2 separate regions of the Callithrix jacchus genome follow, and region 1 is linked to region 2. A link is a contact called in public Hi-C data. All regions are on one chromosome and are shown on one strand. The core of a region is the stretch at or near the end of the contact, and the rest is flanking DNA. Distances in the headings are between cores, read along the strand shown.

Evidence for each region. A called contact is a pair of places that touch in the nucleus more often than the background predicts.
Region 1: a contact with region 2 is called in a Hi-C map of induced pluripotent stem cells, with 4 times the contacts expected there. The contact joins two enhancer-like sites. A contact is called at or near these places in 2 of 3 Hi-C or Micro-C datasets (induced pluripotent stem cells and skeletal muscle).

What each region holds. Positions count from the first base shown.
Region 1 is chr21:41,448,747-41,452,979 of calJac240_pri, reverse strand. No RefSeq gene overlaps it. Among named protein-coding and RNA genes, the nearest start is that of RUNX1, 360 kb to the right of the region's middle. Within about 2 kb of position 1,654, at least 2 of the 16 cell types and tissues checked have an H3K27ac peak or open chromatin away from gene starts, as enhancers often do.
Region 2 is chr21:41,082,020-41,086,393 of calJac240_pri, reverse strand. All of the region lies in intron 2 of RUNX1 (RUNX family transcription factor 1), which reads left to right. Among named protein-coding and RNA genes, the nearest start is that of RUNX1, 8.2 kb to the left of the region's middle. Within about 2 kb of position 1,568, at least 2 of the 16 cell types and tissues checked have an H3K27ac peak or open chromatin away from gene starts, as enhancers often do.

The DNA.
Region 1 (4,233 bases), core at 405-2,904, 370 kb before region 2:
ATCATTCCCAGGGCCTTCCTCCCTGACAGGTCAACTGAGCCGTTACTGCTGGGTAGGGTCCCAGGTTCATGGCCCCAGACAAAAAGCTTCCTGGTCATTGTTGGGCTCTCCCCTCTCCTCTCCCGTAGTTTGGCTGGTGTTCTCTGCCTCCTATCTGGGTCCTGCCCTCCACCTACCTTTGTGGACTCTTTGTCCTGCTTATGTCTGCCCTGAGCAGTCACAGGGCTTAGGTAAAATGCTGAAGGTTTTCCATCTTGCCTTATGAGTGCTGCTTTTCTGACCCGGCCCATTCTCATCTTTCCAGGGCATGTAACTCTGTCTTTTCTCTTCCTGTCTGTCAAAGCTCAAGATGATTCATAGGATTCAACCTATTTTTCTCTCTTACCAATTTATATTGATTTTTCTAATGCCCCTACTACATGTGTCAACAAGACTCAACATGTATTTGATAGAGAACTTATTTTTAATATTTTAAAAATAAAATTTATTTTTCAGTTGAAGGATATTTTGAGTCAATTGGAATTAATTTTGAATAGGACTGAGTTTAGGGATCTGAGAAGAATATCCTTGGCTGTAATCAAAGAAAAAGAATGATCTAATATTCTTTTTATTTTATTTATTCATCTTTCCCCCTTTAAAAAAAGTGATAATACATATATAGAATACTATTTATCATTTTAACTATTCATAAGTTTACAACCCAGTGTCATTAAAGTATATTGACAGTGCTGTGTACCCATCATCACTATCTATACCCAAAACTTTTTCATTGATGCCGGTAGAAACTCTGTATCCATTAAACAAAAGCTCCTCTTACCCCTAACATTCCTTGGTAACCTTTATTGGTTCATCTTTTTTTTTTTTTTTTTTTTGAGACAGAGTTTTGCTCTTGTTACCCAGGCTGGAGTGCAATGGCGCGATCTTGGCTCACCGCAACCTCCACCTCCTGGGTTCAGGCAATTCTTCTGACTCAGCCTCTCGAGTAGCTGGGATTACAGGCACGCGCCACCATGCCCAGCTAATTTTTTTGTATTTGTAATAGAGACGGGGTTTCACCATATTGACCAGGATGGTCTCGATCTCTTGACCTCGTGATCCACTGGCCTCGGCCTCCCAAAGTGCTGGGATTACAGGCTTCAGCCACCGTGCCTGGCCTGGTTCATCTTTTTAACCGTTAAGAAGTGAACTCAGCCAGCTCACTATATGCATTGATTCTCTATTGCCTCATGAAAAACGACCTAAACTTAGTGGCTGCAAACAACCTGTATTAATGAGCTCACAGTTGCTGTAGGTACAAAGTCCAGGCTGGGTGTGGCAGGGCTTTCTGCTCTTGGTTTCACAGACCGCAGTTAAGGTGTTGAACACACTACTGTACAGTTCTCATCTGGAGGAAGGTGCTACGGTTCTCATCCAAGGTGCAGGACCCTTTTCCAAGTTCACTGTTTGCTGGTGGACTTCATTTCTTTGTGTTTGAATGGCAGAGGTCCTTATTTCCTTGCTAGATGTTGGCCCAAGAAGGCTCTTGGCTTCTGGAGGCTGCCTGCAGTTCCCTGCCACATGGCCCCTGTAGGCGGTTCACCATATGGTAGTTCCTTCTCTTAGGCCAACAAGAGCACATCTCTCTGATTTTCTTCTCTGCAACCAGTTGGAATAAACACTCTTAAAGACCTCATCTGATGAATTAGGCTCATCCCAAATAATCTGCCTTTTGTATATAACATAGTATAACTCCAGGACTGATACCTCATCATATTCGCAGGTTCCACTGATACTTGGAGGAAGGGATTTTATAGGACTTGTATATACCAAGAGAGGATATCTGGGGGACCATCTTAGAATTCTGCCCCCACATTCTGCTAGGGCCAAGATCCCTCAGCCCAAATCCTCTTTAGTAGTTCTTTCTGTGCTTAATTTCTACCAAGGTGTTTCTAGTGTTCTGCTTTTTAAGACTGTGCAGGTTGGTTACCAAGACAGAGAATTAAGTTCCCACCTCTAATTCGCATGAACTTGATAAAGCCCTTTCACTTTCTCAATCATTTAATCCATGTCTATACATATGGAACTCTCAGTGAAGACTGTAAATCTGTGTGGTGTTATGGGCAATAATGTATTCACTCAACAAACACTCACTAAGCATTTACCACATGCCAAGTCCTAGGCTGGGTGCCAGGGGGCTGTGACTTCTTCCAGTGGCAGATGTCTGTTTAAGGGATCCTCTTAGTCATGATCTTAGTCCATCTTCTGTTGCTTATAACAGAATACCTGAAACTGGTTTATAAAGAAAAAGAATTTATTTTTTGCAGTTATAGAGGTTGAGAAATCCAAGGTCAAGTGGCTACCTCTGGTAAGGGCCTTCTTGCTGAGGGGGACCCTATACAGAGTCCTGAGGTGGCACAGAGCATCACATGGCCACGGAGCCGAGGGCGCTCACCTACTTGCTCTGGTTCCTCTTCCCCTTCATAGAAAGCTACCAATTGCACTCCCACGATAGCCATTAATCCATTAACTCATCAATCTGTTAATCCATGGATGAACTAATCCACTCATGAGCGCAGAGCCTGCACGACCCAATGACCTCTTAAAGGCCCCACTTCTCAATACTACCACACTGGGAATTAAGTTTCAACAGGAGTTTTGGAGGGGATACTCAAATCATAGCAGTCATTTCTCACTGAGGATACATCAGTGATCAAAGCAGCTAAAAAGTCCTACCTTCCTGGAGCTGACATTATCAGCAAGGAGGACAGAAAGTGAATACCACACATGATACAGTATATCACGGGCCAGACGGTGATAATGTTCCTGGAAGTAGATACCCTTTTATCCACTACTTTAGGAAACTGTAGTTCCAAGAAGTGGAGACTACCCAAGGTCCCCCAGAGAGTGACAAAGATGGAACTAAGTTCGGCCCTCTTCACTCTTCATCTTCACTTCTTCCCCCCGTACCTTCCAGAAATGGCCCTCAGGGTACCCCCTCCCCTACTCCTGCATGCTCCTACCACACGGTGGATTTCCCTCCCTGCTCTCCTCCAGCCCTGATCAAAGTTCTCCTGGCTCTCTCCAGGCTATAAGTGCCCGAGGAGAAAAACTATACTTTATTTGATGCTGGATTAGTTTCCTGGGGCTGCCACACCACAAACTGGGAGACTTAAAAAAGGAAATGTATTGTATTGAGGTCAGAAGTCTGATATTAAAGCATTAGCAGGTTGGTTCCTCCTAAGGCTGTGAGGGAGTGTGTGCTCCAGGCTCTCCCCAGCATCTTGGGGTTGCCAGCAAACCTGGGTGTTTCTTGGATTCTAGATGCATCACCCTGTCTCTGTCTTTGTATTCAACGGCATTCTCCCTGAGTATGTTTTTCTTTTCAAATTTCCCACCCTTTTAAATTATACTTTAAGTTCTGGGGTACATGTGCAGATCTTGCAGGATTGTTACATAGGTATACACATGCCATGGTGGTTTGCTGCATCCATCCCCCTGTCATCTACATTAGGTATTTCTCCGAATGTTATCCCTCTTCAACCTCTCCATGCCTTGCTATCGATCTCCTAGCCCCACCACACCCAAACAGACCCCAGTGTGTGATGCTCCCCTCCCTGTGTCCATGTGTTCTCATTGTTCAACACCCACTTATGAGTGAGAACATGTGGTGTTAGGTTTTCTGTTCTTGTGTCAGTTTGCTGAGAATAATGGTTTCCAGATTCATCCATGTCCCTGCAGAGGACATGAACTCATCTTTTTTTATGGCTTCATAGTATTCCATGGTGTATATGTGCTACATTTTCTTTACCCAGTCTATCCTTGATGGGCATTTGAGTTGGTTCCAAGTCTTTGCTATTGTGAACAGTGCCACAATAAACATATGTGTGCACGTGTCTTTATAATATAATTATTTATAATCCTTTAGGTATACACCTAGTAATGGAATTGCTGGGTCAAATGGCGTTTCTATTTTTAAGATCCTTGAGGAATCACCACACTGTCTTCCACAAATGGTTGCCCTAATTTGCATTGCCACCAACAGTGTAAAAGCATTTCTATTTCTCCACATCCTCTACAGCATCTGTTGTCTCCAGATTTTTTTATTGTTTTTCATTCTAACTGGCATGAGATGGTATCTCTGTGGTATTGGGAAAACTGGCTAACCATGTGCAGAAAGCTGAAACTGGTCCCATTCCTTACACCTTATACAAAAATTAACTACAAATGGATTAAAGATTTAAACATAAAACCTAA
Region 2 (4,374 bases), core at 319-2,818:
GCCAAACCAAAGAGGTATGTCTTTCTTGACCTTTTCCCCCTCAAAAAAATCTAATAACTAGGATGTCCTGAAGTGGTAAAAAGGGAGCACTTCCTTTGAGATCCTTGCTGACCACGAACACAGTCAGGGAGCACTTCCTTTGAGATCCTTGCAGTCAGGGAGCACTTCCTTTGAGATCCTTGAAGTCAGGGAGCACTTCCTTTGAGATCCTTGCTGACCACGAACACAGTGAGGGAGCACTTCCTTTGAGATCCTTGCAGTCGGGGAGCACTTCCTTTGAGATCCTTGCTGACCACGAACACAGTGAGGGAGCACTTCCTTTGAGATCCTTGCAGTTGGGGAACACTTCCTTTGAGATCCTTGCTGACCACGATCACAGTCAGGGAGCACTTCCTTTGAGATCCTTGCAGTCAGGGAGCACTTCCTTTGAGATCCTTGAAGTCAGGGAGCACTTCCTTTGAGATCCTTGCTGACCACGAACACAGTGAGGGAGCACTTCCTTTGAGATCCTTGCAGTCGGGGAGCACTTCCTTTGAGATCCTTGCTGACCACGAACACAGTGAGGGAGCACTTCCTTTGAGATCCTTGCAGTTGGGGAGCACTTCCTTTGAGATCCTTGCTGACCACGATCACAGTCAGGGAGCACTTCCTTTGAGATCCTTGCAGTCAGGGAGCACTTCCTTTGAGATCCTTGAAGTCAGGGAGCACTTCCTTTGAGATCCTTGCTGACCACGAACACAGTGAGGGAGCACTTCCTTTGAGATCCTTGCAGTCGGGGAGCACTTCCTTTGAGATCCTTGCTGACCACGAACACAGTGAGGGAGCACTTCCTTTGAGATCCTTGCAGTTGGGGAGCACTTCCTTTGAGATCCTTGCTGACCACAAACACAGTCAGGGAGCACTTCCTTTGAGATCCTTGCTGACCACGAACACAGTCAGGGAGTAGAGAATGCAGGCTGGCTCTTGAACACAAAACGGAGCTTGAAACCTCATATCACCTTCAACATGCTAGGAGGGTCAGCTCAGACATACTCCTCTCACTTGCGCAGGATTCAGTCCTTGTTGGGGAAACATGTCTCTTGACTCTCTGAATCTGTCTCTTTCTCTCCCTCCCTCATCCTGCAGTAATGATGTCATAAAGGACCCAAGGTGGAGGAATAAATACTGAATCCAAAAGATGACTGAAGCGATGTATTTTATTGTAATGACAGAAAGAGAGTGAAGTTCTTGCTCAGGTTTACCTGTGAAAACTGTGTCTGGATGCATGTACCACAGTGGCTTGAGGGGATGAGCACTGGTCTGTGTGGTGGACAGGAGTTCCGGAGTGAGCAGTCCAATCAGATACAGTGGGGTGCAGGACACTCCTATGTTTTGGTCCTACCATGCTGAGCCCAGATAGAGATGACCTGCCCCTCTGATCTGTCCAGGCAGGAAGGACATGGGAAGTCTCAACCCCTTCTCCTTGGGGGGACCTGGTCTTTTGATTCAGGAAGGGAAGCCCTTCTCTGCAAACTTTCACTGACATATTGCTTAGGCCAGAACTAGGTCACAAGCCTCTGGCTGGAGGGAACCAAGGACAATGAGGTTGTCACTTTCCAGCCTGGAGAGTGGAGGAGGGAAGCAGAGGGAAGGTGCCTGGGAGTGGATGTCTTGTGAGCCCAGAGCCAATCTGCCAGACCTGGCGACAAAGAGGCTGTGCTTTCCCAGCCGTATCTTGTATCATTTGTTTTCTGTGCCAGCTGGGCTTTGGAAACACATGCAGAGAAACTGTAAGTTCTTCCTTCAGTCCCTCTTGGAAGTTGCAGATGGATGCCAAGGGTGAATATTTATTCTTGACCCACTGAAAGCAAAATGGACAGGAGAAGGGATGGGGTGGGGCAGGGGACTGGTTAAATGGATTCAAGTTCACACCTATTTTCAGTGTCAAAGCCCAAAATCACACTTGAGCCTCTCCTCACATTAGAATGAGCAATAGAAAGCCAGGCAGCCCTGTAGCTATGTGAATGTTGCTTGTATCAGAGTCACCACACCTTGCCGTGAGATTGATAGATTTCTTAAGCAGCCGGAAATATTTGCTTCCGGCCCCCCCATCTTCCTCACTCTTTTAAATACTCAAAACTCCATCACACAGCCCCCTAGATTTGTTTTAATTTTTAAGATAACTGTTTTCAACAAAAGAAGGAAACTTTCTTTCAAATGACCCTCCATAAATTTCCCTAATGATGTTTTAATCTCTGATAGAAATATGAAACACATAACCAGATAATTGCCCTCTATCTAGGCTATAAACACTTGTTTGTACATTGTATTTCTGTAAGTTACAGATGATTATTGCTTGGTAATTACTGATCCTGTCTATTTCCTCATCCTGGATGCAAATATTTCTCCCTGAGAAAGTCATTGCCTCATTTAAGAAAAAAAAAAAAAGAAGAAAGAAAGAAAGTTGTTATTCAGTTTTTCCCTTGAAATCAGAAATTTCTTTCTGTTTTGCTTTCATTTTGTTTTGCTGCAAGATCAGTGTTCATTTAGAGAATTGTTGATTTCGTATGCAACACTGCCCTCTCATTCCATGGTCCATAAGTGCCTATTTTTTGATGGACTTCTTTTTAAACAGTGAGTTCCTCAAGACATTTTTGGGGCCCCCAAATGGAAAAGGTCATCACAAATAGAAGTCTCAATTTGCTAGCTGGGCTTGCTCAATGGCTCTGCTGATTTCAAGACTGATGCTGCTTTGTGCAAATGAGTTCATGTTAAATTAATTTTAAATCAAAGACTCAATGTGTCCAGTCTTGAAACATATTTTTTAAAAAAGAGAACTATGCAGCTTCAACGTTTTGCAAAAATTCTACTTTGCTTTCTTTGCCAATATTCAGCTTTTACTCCTAGGCATTAGAATGCCCTCCATGGAGACTGTGATTTCTCAAAAGAAACTGTGCTAGTCTTGGATAGAGAATGAAATAATAAGATGTGGGCAATAAATCAAATATAGCCTGAGAGCCACACCACAGAGCACCGTCTGTCATCTCCTCTCCTTGGGAGGTTCATTGGTCTTGATCAGCTCTCATGTGCTTCTGAAAATGTGTAGGTTTATATATATAGATATTTTTAATTGTTATTAGGTCCTAAGGAAAGACCCAGAAAATCTTGCAGCAGTCAGTTTTCCAGATAGGGTCATGTTAAAAAGAGCAAACAGAAGTCAGAACTCCAAACACACTGCAGGGTATTCTATGGTCACATTCCATTGTAGGTGAGTTTTTTGTTTGTTTGTTTTGTTGAGACAGAGTTCTCTCCTGTTGCCCAGACTGGAGTGCAATGATGCAATATCGGCTCACTGCAACCTCCACCCCCCAGGTTCAAGCGATTCTCCTGCCTCAGCCTCCCAAGTAGCTGCGATTACAGGCATGTGCCACCACACCCAGCTAATTTTGTATTTTTAGTAGAGACGGGGTTTCACCATGTTGGCCAGGCTGGTCTCGAACTCCTGACCTCAGGTGATCCACCTGCCTTGACCTCCCAAAGTGCTGGGATTATAGGCATGAGCCAAAGTGCCCCCACCTGTGGGTGAGTTTTTTAAGGGAGACTAAAAATGTCAGAGTGGTCCACATTGCTCAAGAGAGAAGCACATTCTCTTTTTCTGTGCAAATTTTTATAATACATATAGCTGTCCGCATTTGTTTCTTATTACTGCCCCAGAGTGTGCAAAAGAGAATTTAGGTTAATTAAGATACTTTGGTTTGGGCGCCATTTTTTCCAGGAGCAGTTTTAACACCACAGTTCGCTGCATTTTCATACACAGCTTCTGTTTGCACTTTGAACTCCGTGCACCGAGCCCCTCATTCCACACCATCTGCAGGCTGCATCTGGGCAGCTTCATCCAGCTTACTAACAGTCACAGCTGAACCTGACATTCACCCACTTTGAAAGTATAGAATTTACAAAATCTGAGACCACATATGTGTATAAAACCCATAAAAGAGTGGGAGGAACTACAAGGTGGAGAAAAAGTAGTTCTCTCCTTCAGAAGTTTTTCTCTCTTATCCCAACCCCAGCTCATGGGTGAATGGGTGAATGGGGGAAAATGAAATTAGTTAGGCATTGACAGGTAGGAACAGAAACTCAGGCTGCTATTTGATTATTATTTATTATGATCAAATCTACTGTTTATAAAGATCAGAATGGCTTTTACTTCCAAAGTTCTAGAGGAGAGGAACAACGTTAAGCAACCTTAAACAAATATTAGCACTGTGAAGAGTGCAGTGTCATAGAAAGAAGTAGAAGTGCCGACAATGGAAATTCTATCCAACTGTCAATCATTCCATATCATTACTTCATTTTTTTTTTTTTTTTGAGATGGAGTTTCACTCTTGTTGCCCA